Regions from separate parts of the Zea mays genome. Here regions 2, 3 and 4 are each linked to region 1. A link is a contact called in public Hi-C data. All regions are on one chromosome and are shown on one strand. Each heading gives the region's core, a stretch centred on a gene start, on an enhancer-like site or on the middle of the called end of the contact. The rest is flanking DNA. Distances are from core to core; before and after follow the strand shown.

The links. Hi-C and Micro-C count contacts between places; a contact is called where the count stands out from the background.
Region 2: a contact with region 1 is called in a Hi-C map of ear, with 2.9 times the contacts expected there. The contact joins the promoter of LOC100280066 here to the promoter of LOC103635572 in region 1. A contact is called at or near these places in 3 of 25 Hi-C or Micro-C datasets (ear, leaf and tassel).
Region 3: a contact with region 1 is called in a Hi-C map of endosperm, with 3 times the contacts expected there. The contact joins the promoter of LOC100280776 here to the promoter of LOC103635572 in region 1. A contact is called at or near these places in 5 of 25 Hi-C or Micro-C datasets (bundle sheath, ear, endosperm and 2 more).
Region 4: a Hi-C map of tassel shows a contact between it and region 1, with 3 times the contacts expected there. The contact joins the promoter of LOC103637104 here to the promoter of LOC103635572 in region 1. A contact is called at or near these places in 6 of 25 Hi-C or Micro-C datasets (bundle sheath, ear, endosperm and 3 more) and 1 of 3 datasets of contacts at active chromatin or transcription factors (leaf).

What each region holds. Positions count from the first base shown.
Region 1 is chr8:96,039,406-96,042,741 of Zm-B73-REFERENCE-NAM-5.0, reverse strand. It overlaps LOC103635572 (cation-chloride cotransporter 1), which reads right to left and starts at 1,652. Exons shown (of 14, transcript XM_020543276.3): 1 at 1,483-1,652; 2 at 1,130-1,317. The coding sequence starts at 1,305.
Region 2 is chr8:95,553,398-95,556,733 of Zm-B73-REFERENCE-NAM-5.0, reverse strand. LOC100280066 (Nicotinamide adenine dinucleotide transporter 1 chloroplastic) reads right to left here and starts at 1,800. Exons shown (of 9, transcript NM_001358393.1): 1 at 1,176-1,800; 2 at 985-1,080. The coding sequence starts at 1,047.
Region 3 is chr8:95,678,801-95,682,136 of Zm-B73-REFERENCE-NAM-5.0, reverse strand. It overlaps LOC100280776 (subtilisin-chymotrypsin inhibitor CI-1C), which reads left to right and starts at 1,750. Exons shown (of 1, transcript NM_001153698.3): 1 at 1,750-2,181. The coding sequence starts at 1,804. The coding sequence ends at 2,016.
Region 4 is chr8:95,696,055-95,699,390 of Zm-B73-REFERENCE-NAM-5.0, reverse strand. It overlaps LOC103637104 (lysophospholipid acyltransferase LPEAT1), which reads left to right and starts at 1,634. Exons shown (of 9, transcript NM_001411375.1): 1 at 1,634-2,294; 2 at 2,851-2,970; 3 at 3,087-3,124; 4 at 3,298-3,336. The coding sequence starts at 1,779.

The DNA of each region.
Region 1 (3,336 bases), core at 403-2,902:
TCCCTCCTCCCTCCGCTAGCGCCACCACCCATCACTCGCCGCTAGCAGCCAGCGCCGCCCTCTAGCTCCACTAGGTGCCAGCAACCAGATGAAATTGAAGCAAGCAATAGTGGAAAAGATGGTGATAATCAAGACATTGATGCTTATGCTGTTGATATTGATGAGTTGGATGATGATGGTTACTGATCCTATAAGCAAATTCTAACTTGCATGTTGCATAGACTTTTGTGGTTGAACTTGATCCATTTCCCTTTATGATATTTGTTTAGTGAACTCAAGTACTCAACTTACGAGTATAAACATATACTATCCTATTGTTTTATGTCAAGTCCAAAAGGACGTTTCAACGTATAAATGTTGAAAAGGTGTATCCTAACGTTTTATCGTTTTACCGCTTTAATAACCATGTTTTCAAGTATTACAAACTGACATCAAACACTCTAAACACAAAACTTAAATCTACATCGACAAGCCAACAGTTGCTTGACACAAGGCATGATTTAAGTTATGGTTAGAAGTTGAAAAAAATATTAGGACAGAGGAAATGGCTAGAATTCAAACTACCACTAATGATCGAAGCATTGTACCAATCAGAAGTGACCATCACTATGGAGCAACTGACTATTTTCAAAGCAATCGGTAGTGGTTTCAATATTTATTGAATTCAATAACAATTTCAGCATCGGTCAAGCATCCAATCTTCTAGAAAAGAAAGAGGCATCAGGCATCCATATTATCACTACTGATTTCAACAATGGTGGCATTGCAGTTGCAGGCGCTCCCATAAAACAGAAAACAGATGTGGCAGACATGGTCTCACAGACTTGCTCCTGATGACCACAGTTTTAAATAGGAAGAAGCAACCCAAGGCCCAAAATAGTAATTTCAGTGTTTCCTAACATCCCAGATTGAGTATGCTCAACAGTCCACCGCTACTCTCCACTTACTCCGTTCAACACCCCATGTCCTAAACAATTCATGTCCAAGAGAATGCACACACTATTTCGCAGCAACTATACTAGTTATCCACGCAGCAGTAACCTCTGAATTCAGCACGTATGCGATCTGCTAGCACGTGACATAACAAATTGCTCGCGAAACCTGCAAATGTGATTAGAGTCCGCATCACCTTGGCGGCTGGGGAGTCACGACGGCATCGATTGTGGAAGAGGAGGATCCCGGCTCCATGGAAGTCATCTGGATCACAGCGCGGTCGCTCGACCCGACCGGCCGGTACCGCCGCCCATTGGGCGGCGAGGGCACTGGCGGTGCGTCGTCGGCCTCCTCGATTCCACCGTTCTCCATCCCTCGGGAACGCTGCGGAACACATCCCGGTGAGATCCAGAGTTCAGAGGTACACACGCTAACTAACCCCGCACAGCCGGCGTCGGATCCAGATCCGCAGCGGCGCGTGCTAGCGGGAGGAGCAGCGCCTGCGCAACAGGTGGGGAACGGAGAGAGGTCTCCGGATGCTCCGCTTACCTGGAGGAGGTGGTGGGAGGCGATAGCGGTTTCAGTGGCGGAGGAGGAGGAGACGCCAGCGGCGACAGTGGCGGCGGCTGCGGAAGGTGGGCAACGGTCAGAGGAAGTAAAGACATGAAACTCGCTTTTTTTTTACTACTCTGTTTTTTTTCGTACTATGCCTTGCGAATGTAGAATCGTCCTTTTTTGCGAACGTAGAATCGGCCGTTTTGGGCCGGTTTTCGCTAAATTTTAGTCGTGTTTTTGCTGCGAATTTTTATATATCATATAAATAGTTATTAAGATATTAATTTAAATGTAATTATTGTTTATTTGTAAACACAAAGGTACATGTGGTTTGATAGTTAAACCTAAATTTCTCGAGCAGCGGGATATGGGTTTAATTGCTCACTCTGCACTGTTTTTAGACCATCTCCAACTATTATGTAAAAAGGTTCCTAAATTTCAGTTTAAGAAGTTATTAGAAAAAAAACATGTCTCGAATGGTACCCTAAACAATGTTGCTAAATTTAAAAAGCTACTATTTTATCCTTTCTTGTCCCCACATTTGGCAATCCGAGAGACTCCCCCAAAGCATTTTTTATATGAAATTAGTGTTATATCTATTCTGTTTTTATTCTCTTTTATTTTTTATCAATAAACTTGGAGCTACTATGTGGAAAATAATTTCGCTGCATGTTACATTTTTATTTCTGCATTTTGCAATTTAGGTCATGTTTGAAATCGATGATTCGAATTTTAGAACCATTGCAAGACCAATATCAATATATCTCTACTACTATTAAGGCTGCAAGGGTAGTCGGTCATTCCCGTGTTCTGCCACCTGTCATTCCCATCATTCCCCCGTACAGTCCACGTCTAGCTAAAATTAAAAAAAACACATGTCCTCAAGGGGATTTGAACCCGTGACCTCTTAAGCAAAGGCTAGGAGTAGCTACCACTACACCACATATGTGTTTATGTCTACATTTATGACAGGAAACACATCTATTACATCTCTCACCAAGCTCACTTGCTACCCTTTCACAATGCGTAGTAGTAGATAAGTATCACCGAGATTCTTGAATTAGATTTTTGGATGGAGATAATATTATTTAAAGAAGAGCTTTGCATGCAATTTATTTTGTTTGCATAATGTATTATACTTAAATTCTTTTTTTTTTGCATGCGTGACATTTTTCTCCGTAATATTTTTTTCCATAGATCAGACTTCTGAGTCATTTCCATAAACCAACGCCAAGCATGAATCCATGTTTCTTACTTGAAACTCCGAACAAACACCATGAGCAGGAGGCACTCACGTTAGCGTCGCTCATCGATGACGAGAAGAAGCTTGGCGACTGTTAGTTCGACCTCTAAAAGCAGTCTTACGTGGTCGCATGCGCCGCTGTGTACGACAAGCTCCCGCGAAGCCACCACTTGGACGCGGTCCAGAGCAGCTGTACCGCGCTGTCCATCGTTAAGCAGGGAGGCCTCATGGTTGTCGCCAACATCGACGACTCTCAGGTTGTTCTGGACACCGCATCCGACGACGACGCCATCACGTCGTCTAGCTCATCGTCCACCTGAAGCCCAACCTACCACGTAAGTCGCTACTGACCGAACATGAATTCTTGTGCGCTGGGACGATGGACGTTGCTGACGTTGTGTGAGTGTCCTCGAACATGATGTATGTAGTGGAGTAGCGCATCTGGTGGTGCAACGGCCAGGGGTACTACCTCGCTGATGAGCCCGAGGTACACTTTGTTTGGCAGCCCAACCAAGAGTCATCGGTACTCGTCATGTCGCGCGCGTTCGACGACTACTATATCGAGGATTGTGGCGTCATCTTAGCGTCAGAGGTGACGCAGAGGA
Region 2 (3,336 bases), core at 551-3,050, 490 kb after region 1:
GATCTCTGACATTTTCACGTGCATAAACAAATAAGTGCACCCCCTGTTACTGAGAGTTTGCATGTTGTTTCCTCTCTCGAACATGCATGGCATTTTCAATTGACAACAGCAGCAGAGCACGCATGATGCTTCCCCCTGTCCCATTCCCATGGAAGAACTGGTACTTCAAGTCAGGCAGGGAGCTAACAAATGACAGTTAGACAGCTACACAACCAACCAATAGTAAGCCTTAAGGATAAGACATCCGTCCAAAAAATTGATTCGAACCGTTAGAAGACCTAAATATGGATCTCAGTTACCAAAAGATTCTCACAATTCCTGGAATCCTGGATGGTCCAGGTCACCAAGAGACACCACAAGCGTGAACTTAAGCAGTCTCCCCATACTAGTGTTATTAAAACTACGTTTAAACGTCAAAACTCTAATTAGAGGTTGAAACCGTGTTTTGGCGTTCTAAACTGTAAAACGCAGTATTTCATGCGTTTTAGACCATTAGCTACTTTTGGGCCCAGTCTGTTAGTTACTTTTGGGGTCCAATCCGGCTCATGGGTGAAGTTTTGGTAAGCCACTAACCTCTCTGTTTTGGTATTTAACTTCATATTATTGTCTGAAATTATGATATACTGGTATTTTTCCTATGTTGCTTAAAACTACATTTAAACTTTGTCTAAACGTTTAAAAGTCAAAATTTCATCCATAAGTGTTTCAACGTTTTATCGTTTTAATAACCTTGCCCCATACTAAGCAGATTTTCTCTAACCTATCTGTTCAAATTGTCCACATGACATCACAGACCAAAACCAAATGCAAATACCCCATTCTTCCCAGCTTATGCACCACGTACCAATCATCTTGCATTCTCGGCACAACTCAACAACACCAGAACAGGCTCGCTGTTCCAAACAGGTTTGTGTATGTTTCCAACTCAAGAGCAAAAAAAAAATGAATAAAAAATGACAAGAAATCCTTGGAGCAAGTTCCCACCTCCAATTGTGCCTGTGGTAAGCTTGGGCCATCCGTGTACCTGGAACCTGGTCTTGATGACATCGAGCGGGCACACGAAGGTCGCCGCCACCACGCCTGCGCCCAAAGCCCAGATCATCTCCGAAACCCCGAACATTGAAACCACACGCCGAAATGCATCGAGGAATTCCCGCGCAAACGCTGCCACTTACCAGCGGAGGCGCCGGCGACAGCGTGGCAGAGGAGGCCGCGGGCGGTCGTGGGGCCGTGATGGTGGTGGTTCTGCGACGACGAGGACACGGACGGCGGCGCCGGCGCCGGCGAGGTCGCGACGTCCCCCGGCATCTCGCTCCGACCGTCCTCCCCTCCCCGATCCGCACCTCGGCCACGCGTCGCTGCAGCCAGGGAGCCCCTTTTCCAACGCTTACTTGCGCGAGAGAATCACGCACGCGGCACAGAGCGCATCAGCGTCGGCACCCGATCGCGTCGCCGGCGGCGGGCCCGCGGACGGCCGAGTAGGGTTAGGGTTTGGGATCCGAGCCGGAAGCGGTGGGCATTGGGACGGGGCCGGGTGTATGCAAGGCTAGCTTCGCTTCTCCCTCTCGGCTTCGTTTCCGTCGTCAATCACGGCATCCCTTGCCTCGCCTCGCCTGAGCTTCTTCTCAAGCGCTCTCTCGGACTCGAAGCCTCGGAGGCGAGGGTGAGTAGGCCCGTGTGCTGTGGTGTACTGTGTACACACGGAAGCTGGAACAGAGTGGGCCCGTGCAGGGAGGTGACGTCCCACTGGGTTGCGGATCCGTCACTTTGTTGAGCCCAGTGTCAGTGGCATGTGTGGCGCTACCCTCGCTGCGTGCACGCGCTGCCGGCTGCTGTGGTTGACGACGAGGCCCCGGAGATCAGGGATCGGTGACCCAGTGTCATTGAGATGTCTCTACTCGCTTTGTGTGCCGTATGCCGTGTGCGTGGACGGGAAAACTTTATTAGTCTTTTGTGTGTGTGTGAGAAACGGATAGCTCAGTTGTCTTGTGTATGCGGTCATGGCAGGGAGCCAGGCCAGCTCGCAGCCGTTCCAGTCTGCCATGCGGATGCGGGTAGCTGTTCCGGGGGGCTGCGACTGCGAGGCCCACGGCGATGCCTGGTCGCCGCTTACCGGTGACGTCGTGGACCATGTGGGCCGTTCAGGACGGAGCTGTGGAATTAAATGGGCGGCGGGTCTTCGTCATTTCTCTCTCATCCTAGAGATGGGAGTCCTCTTTGGTTTCAACAGATTTTGAACATACGATATAATGCAGAGATGACACTTTTTCCAAAGCAGAATCCCACAGTCTCTTTCATCCTTGATAATAGAAGATATTGGGAAGTTGACATATTCTACAATGCAAAAATACATAGATCCAGTGGTGTTTGAATGCACTAGAGTTAATAGATAGTGACTAAAATTAGCTATAGACATCCAAATACTCTAACTAATATTTTGGCTTTAAACTATGTTTAGTAAATTAGTTACTTCCTCCTATGTTCTATTAGTTGTTTGAGTCAATTTTATAAATTTTGGCTATAAATAATTGTTATTTAATTTTTAAATCTAAACACTGATTTGTCTTTAAATTATTTTTAAAAAAGTATAAATGTATTAAACGACAAATAATAGAACACTGGAGAGAGTAATATCTAGCTAGCTATTTATTAGGGGGTGTTTGGTTTATAGAGACTAATGTTTAATCCCTTCATTTTATTCTATTTTAGTCTATAAATTGTCAAATATAGAAACTAAAATAGAGTTTTTGTAGTTTCTATATTTGATAATTTTGGAACTAAAATAGAATAAAATGTAGGGACTAAAAATTAGTCCCTAGAAACCAAACACCTCCTTAGTTAACTAATTTCACTAGTAACTTTTTAGTCAACTTAATATTAGTTTTATTGTATTCAAACACCTCTAAACACTATAGTCGGTAGGAATCTCTTGGGAATATCAGTTCCTTAGAATTTCTTTGAAACCAAACCCTGCCAAAATCGTCTTCACTTTGCAAACTCCGCTGGACACCGTACCGCGCCGTGGTACGAACGTCCGTGACATCTATTTTGATCAGACAACTAATAATACATAAACGGAAGCTAGTACTATTCCGTGATGTGTAACCTTGTTTTTGCCTTTTCTTAAAAAAAATCTAACAATTCTTATTAAATCCGCGTTAACGAAAGTCATAGGACTTGTTTGGATGCACGTGATTTAGGGGTTATTTAAGAGTAAATGAATTGGATGAGATTGATGGTCTGTTATTTAAGACTAAGGCCCTGTTTGGCACAGCTGCTGCTTGTTGAAAAAGCAGCTTATCTGATAAGCTGGTGAAAAGCAGCTTCTGCTTGTTG
Region 3 (3,336 bases), core at 501-3,000, 360 kb after region 1:
ATTTGTAAGCAGCAGTACATGTTTTTTTGAGTAAAATATGCAAAATATTGCTTTCTGAGTACTTAAAATGAAGCCTGGAATATTCAAATTAAACAAGCACTAAAGCTAACAAAATTGGCTCTACAGATGTGTTACAAAAGCTAATCTCAATACCGACATACCGTACACATCAGGCTGGATACTGAGATTAGAAGTTACACTAAAGTCAGCATTAGTTAATAAGTTATAGTGCATGGCAAATAGGAACCAAGCCTGAACTAATTGAAACTGGTGTATCTATGTACTCCATCCATTTGAATTTATAATTTATTTGATTTTTACATCAAATTTGACCGTCTCGTTTTATTAAAATAATCCATAGTTATTATTCATTTTTCCATGATATTGTTAAGTATACAATATACTTTAAGTATAACTTTGATTTTTTTATTTCAAAATTTGGATAAGACGAGTGAGTTAAACTTAATAAAAAGTTAAATGATTATAAATTGGGATGGTGGGAGTATTTATTAATCCCTTTCCCCCCCAAGAGAAGTACGGCGTGCAATGCCATGGGCAGCGATAGAGCTCTGGATATAAATCAAGAATCTATATAGATTGTTTTTTTTCTAGATAACTCAAAACACATACAAGAAAAATGCACTTTATGGCACTGGCCAAAGAAGAGAAAGACCTTTCTCAGTTGGAGGACATGATTAAGAAGGCTGCTTGTTCTTCTTATTAAATTTTAGTCCCTGCCACATCGAATATTTAGATGTTACTAGTTACAAGTATTAAATGTAATTTAATTACATAAATAATGATTAAATGATAAGATGAGCCTATTAAACCTAATTAGTCCATAATTCGATTATTGATGTTATGATGCTAATCATGAATTAATTAGGTTTAATAAGTTTATCTCACTATTTAGTCTTATACTGTATTTAGTTTTATAATAATTAAAGTATATTTAATATTTGCAAATGCATTCAAACATATGATACGACATAAACTAAACTCTAGGTCATGAAACCAAACACCCCTCGCCCCTACGGGTGACTTGCGCAGACCACCCTGCGGCCGCTAAAAACCCTCTAACACCTCTCCCCCGACCTCGCCACTGCTAGGGCATTTCATCGGAGCCCAGGATATATATTTTGTTTGGAATGAGCGACCATCCCTGACTTTGCTGTTCCGATTTTTGAGCTCATGGGCGGGCGTCGTCAACATCGGCAACGACGACGGAAGTGGTAGCGGCGGAGAGGATGGAGATGCAAAGAGAAACGGGAAAAGTGGTGTGTGTCCAGGAGTGGGAAAAAGAAGACGTGAGATGGCGAGAGTGAGGCGTGAAGGGCACGCGCCCGGCAAAAACTATGGTCTAGACCATAGTATCCAAGACTCTAAAAATATTGGGATTTTAGCTATACCATGGTATTTAACATGGTATTTAAAACGCTGCGGAATTCGTCGTTTGCATCGGCGCCGAAATTGCAATGCCGGCCGTGGAACTAGGACAGAACACGCAGGCCACGGAGACGGACTCGTTCCAAGCCGGCCGCATCCGACACCCACAAGGCGCAGAACCCAGAAAAAAAAAAGAAGAAGCGAAGCGAGAGATGCCAAGGGTGTGGTTTGGTTTGCTTGCACCAAATGTCAGCTTGAATTCGAAGCCAAATGACGCAAAGGCATCCCGCATCCCATGTGAACGATGCCTGGTCTCTTCTGGTTCCCATCTATATATATAGCAAGCTATCCATGCGCAAAACCAAAGAGGATCGATCCATCAGCTAGCTATCCATTGGACGCAGTCCGTGAGTGAAAATGAGCCATAGCCATAGCACTAAGACATCGTGGCCGGAGGTGGAGGGGATGCCTGCTGAGGTGGCGAAGCGCAAGATCCAGGAGGACCGCCCGGACATCCAGGTGATCCTTGTGCCTGTCGACTCCGCCGTGACCGATGACTTCAACACCAAGCGCGTCCGCGTCTTCTTCGACAAGGCCGGCAACGTGGCACAAGTCCCCAAGATCGGCTAGGGCAAATAGTGTCGTTACTTCAGTTCTATCCAGTCGAAGCTCATCTTAGTTGTATGCGGTGTTATATACAGTATTATGCACTCGTATTTTAACTTTCAAGATGCAGCTTTACGACCATATTATTCAAAAACGGCCGAGTTATATATAACCCGTATATATTTGGGAGTACTTCTATCCGAATAAATTCTCTTGAAATTCTTTTGAGTAAGCAAGGGCGGAGCCAAGGAAAAAAACTAGGAGGGATCATCAAATTAAACCGCTATAGTATATGAGTCTCTTCTACATTATATCATGTATATTTTAAATTTTAGAGGATGTTTTAGTAGAGCTTCATAGACTCAGGATGCAGGAGCCATAGAGGGCTCGAGCCTCGGGTGTCGCCGTTGCTTCCGCAGGACCAATTTATCTTAGGGCTAGTTTGGAAACTCAAATCCCCTTCGAGATTGGAGAGGAAATTAGTTCATTTCCACCCCAATCCCCTCCAATTTCGAAGGGGATTTGAGGTTCCCAAAGTAGCCATAAGAGTAACTCCAAAAGGATGTTAAAAATTTTACCCTAAAAATTGATTATTAAGAGCAATCTAAAAAAATTTAAGAGTGAATTATGATGGGTACTCAAACAGTTTCTTTAAATGTGACATGTGGCACAATCTGTACAGTCGTCGGGAGACCGTGGATGATCTGATACGTTGAGGAATGGATTGGGGAGGGATAGAACACACCAAAATATGAGGGAGAAGAGGCTGTGGATGCGGGACGCTAATTTTTTGGGGGAAGAATGAGTGAGCTGTTGGAATAAGAAAAACCACTATTCTTGACTAATATCTATTTTAGGGTTAGTTTATACGTTCTTTTGGAGTTGCTCTAACTAGTAATTTGTTGGTTTATAAATCCACGTTGAATTCCAATACCACACTACACATACACGTATTAACTGTCAAAGCGACATAAAATACCTCATCCCCTTATATGGTCATCCAACACCAAAACCAATATAGAAATGATTTAAATCACATTTTTCTTTCAATCTCCACCTTTTTGGTGATTGATGCCAACACAACCAAAACAAATATGAAACATTTATAAATTGAAACTTGTTTGCTAAGGATCATATGTTCATAAAATCTTTACAACTAATTAAGTACTCAGTGTAGGCGTCCACATGCGCGTGTTCTGCCTCCAGAAATCTTGGTGTGCAGACTCTCCATCCCGCCGCCGCCTCCCTACGTCCGCCTGCCTAACCCCGCCGCGAATATCCACGCCCGCCGCTACCGCTCTGCACGCCCGCCGCGAATCTCGCCGCGCGAACCGCCCGCCCGCC
Region 4 (3,336 bases), core at 385-2,884, 340 kb after region 1:
AAGTTTATAAATTTCAGATTCGCCCTATTCACCCCCCTCTAGGCGACTTTCAACAGCCAATCTTCAACGTCCATGGGATCAGCGGAATGGGCAAAGACTGGGGGATGGCTCCTCATGAATTCTGCTCGCTTGTCTCTAGGCACTTGAGGCATCTGGAATTGTTTTCGGACCTTCGACATAAGGCCTCCTAATTTCTTCTATTTTGCGATCTAAGATTGTTATGAAGAAACAATCTCATTTCGCAAGGGACTACTGTTGGGAGCCTATCGTGCCGAAGGTCCCCATTTAACCTCCATGTCGGTGCAAGTAATTGTGTTTCAGGTGCTTTTCTATTGATGGACAAAGGTGACCTTCGGCCGAAGGAACATGTGAAGAAGCTTCGCATATACGTTCAAGTAGCGAAGGTGCGAACCGAAGCTGATACCTTCAGGAAAGGAGAAAGGTTTTGAATGTCTCACATCCGGTTTTAGAAGGTAAACCAAACGCGAACCATGTACATGCTAGGATCAGAAATTCATGTACACGACGATTACATAATTGGTCATTATCACACAATACTGAAATATTAGCAAAAATAAATATTACTTTATTACATCATGATGTCCAAAGCATCCACATAGTCATTAACTTAACACATAAATCAAAGTGTTGAACGAAATGTAGTAAGATAAGGCCTTCACAGGCAGCCGACTAGAGGTTTGCCACTAGCAAAGGAGCTCTCATATAACAAAGCCCAAGACCTACGTAGTGGAGAAAGGAGAAAATACAATATTACCCTGATATCATTTGTAAACAATGAGTGTAAAGCCTTAAGGGGCATGATTGTAATCTTGTACAAAGACAATTCATCTTCCCTATAAATAGGTGACTCGTACCCTGCATAAGTTACATTTTTAAGGGCCATAACTTCGTGCTACTTAGCCTTCGAAGAACCTTCATGCCATCCTGTATCTAGCAGCCGAAGGTATGCTTGTAAACTTCTTTATCAGAAGAGATGAAATAAAATTTTAAGGCATAGGAGATGAGTTTTATATAAAGTTCTACATTGTCTCTTTCGTGTTATTTCATTATGCTTCTCTCTAAAAACTTTCATCCTTCGTTCTAACACTCCGAAGAAGTGTTATATCAAAGGACGAAGGTCTTTGTATTTAACTTGTGTTGCCTTGGTTTTTGATACCTTACGAGAAATTGAAATAAAATACTAACAATTTTCTACTCATAATCTTCCTCCTCCCTTGGACAGATTAAAGGAATGAAGGCTCCTTATCATTGATTATGTTGTCCTGTTTTAGCGTCCCTTTAAGAATCAGAACAAGTGATCAATATTAGAGCCCACCTCTAGTGAATCCACAACAACGAGCACATCTTCATCATGTCTTCGAAGAAGTCAGCATCGAGGTGAGTGTTTTGCTTTTTCTAACTTAGTTCATGTCACATCAAATATTTGAATATCAATTATAAATATTAAATATAGATGTAATTATATTTAATAAATTCGTCTCGTCTTTTAGTCTTTAATTACTTTTTAAATTAAACTTTGATGTTGCTGTTGACGATGTAATTTTAAAATATCTTCTACTTAATCACCACCACCATGTTACTAACTTCCCAGCCGTCCGATCAAAATTCAGCGGTTCATCCTCCTTCTCCCCGCCACCGTCTCCTCGTCGTCTCCTCGTCGCACAAGTCATCACCGACCGTATCCGCATCTCGTCGTCCTCACCATGCCGATCCGGCGTCAGCGCTAGGGTTAGGGTCTCCTCTGCGCCTTTATCGCCATGGCTCCTAACGAAGCCGCTAGCATCACCACCCCGTCCGAGCCGGAGAGCGTGGGCGGCAGTGAGATGAGCAGCGAAGACATGGCCGCCGCCAGTCCGCTCCTCTCGTCGTCCTCCCCCTCCCCTTCCCCCTCCGCAGCCCCGGTGCTGGAGAGCATAGAGGAACTGGACCGGAAGTACGCACCGTACGCGCGGCGGGACGCGTACGGACCGATGGGGCTCGGCCCCGTGAGCGCAGCGGAGGCTGCGCGGCTGGCGTTTGCCGCGGTCGTGCTGGTCCCGCTCCGTGTCGTGGCAGGTGTTCTCGTACTCGTGGTCTACTACCTCGTGTGCCGCGTGTGCACGCTGCGGGTGGAGGAGGACCGGGAGGGCGGCGAAGGGGATGGGTACGCGCGGTTGGACGGGTGGAGGCGGGCGGGGGCTGTGCGGTGCGGCCGCGCACTCGCTCGCGCCATGTTGTTTGTCTTCGGGTTCTATTGGATCCGAGAGTACGACAGCCGCCTTCCCAATGCTGAGGTAGTGACGATGTAGTTCTAGTTCTTTATGCAAGCTTCGGATTGCTTTATTTTCTGCTTGCCTTCTTTGCTCTTGATTTCGTGAGCAAGGGAAGAACTGAATAGTGTAATATTTAACAGTATTTGATACAATATATAGGATAGCTATTAGCCTTGATGTTTGATTGCGGGCAGCATGTTTTTTTTCCTGTGTGGATCAGATAGTGGACCTGTAGCATATGGATTGATTAAATTTATGGTAACTATGTGCACTCTGTCATTGTGCATCGGTGCATCTATTAGTTTGTGTGGAAGAGCTGCATCTATTTGTTTGCAGCTAAAATGTTTGCAGACATCAGAATTTGATGATAATGTGATAATTCTGGTGGTGGTTGTGTAGCATGGTCACCATTTGTAACAGAATATAGTATCAATGTAGTTTTAGCCTTTACTGACTGACTACAGGTGAATCCTACTTGGGGGGGGGGGGGGGGTTGAACGATGAGTGGAATGAATATTATATATGGCTGATTTGTGTCTATGTCATCTCCAGCTATCGTAATTCATTAATATTTCAGGATGGCCATGTGGACCAGTCTAAAGAAATCGAAAGGCCTGGGGCAATTGTGTCTAATCATGTATCTTATGTGGATATTCTTTATCACATGTCAGCCTCTTTTCCTAGTTTTGTTGCTAAGGTACTGTAATGTTTTTTGTGATAATGTAATTATGTTTATTTGATTTCTCAAAACTTTACCATTAAGATATATTGATTTTGACATGCCTCTTTTGCATATCTCTATCCTTCTTGAAGAGATCAGTGGCTAGATTGCCTCTAGTTGGTCTCATAAGGTACTAGCATTCTCTACTGTCTTTGGAGTTATATTTTCACTAAGTTTTGTACCAGAAATTATAACATGATCTTGTGGTAGATAGTTTAACTGGACGAATGTTTACTTGTATTTACTTCATATAAGAATATAAGATAAATTGGAAAAAATGACATGTGTTCTATTTTTATGCAGCAAATGTCTTGGATGCATTTTTGTTCAGCGGGAGTCGAA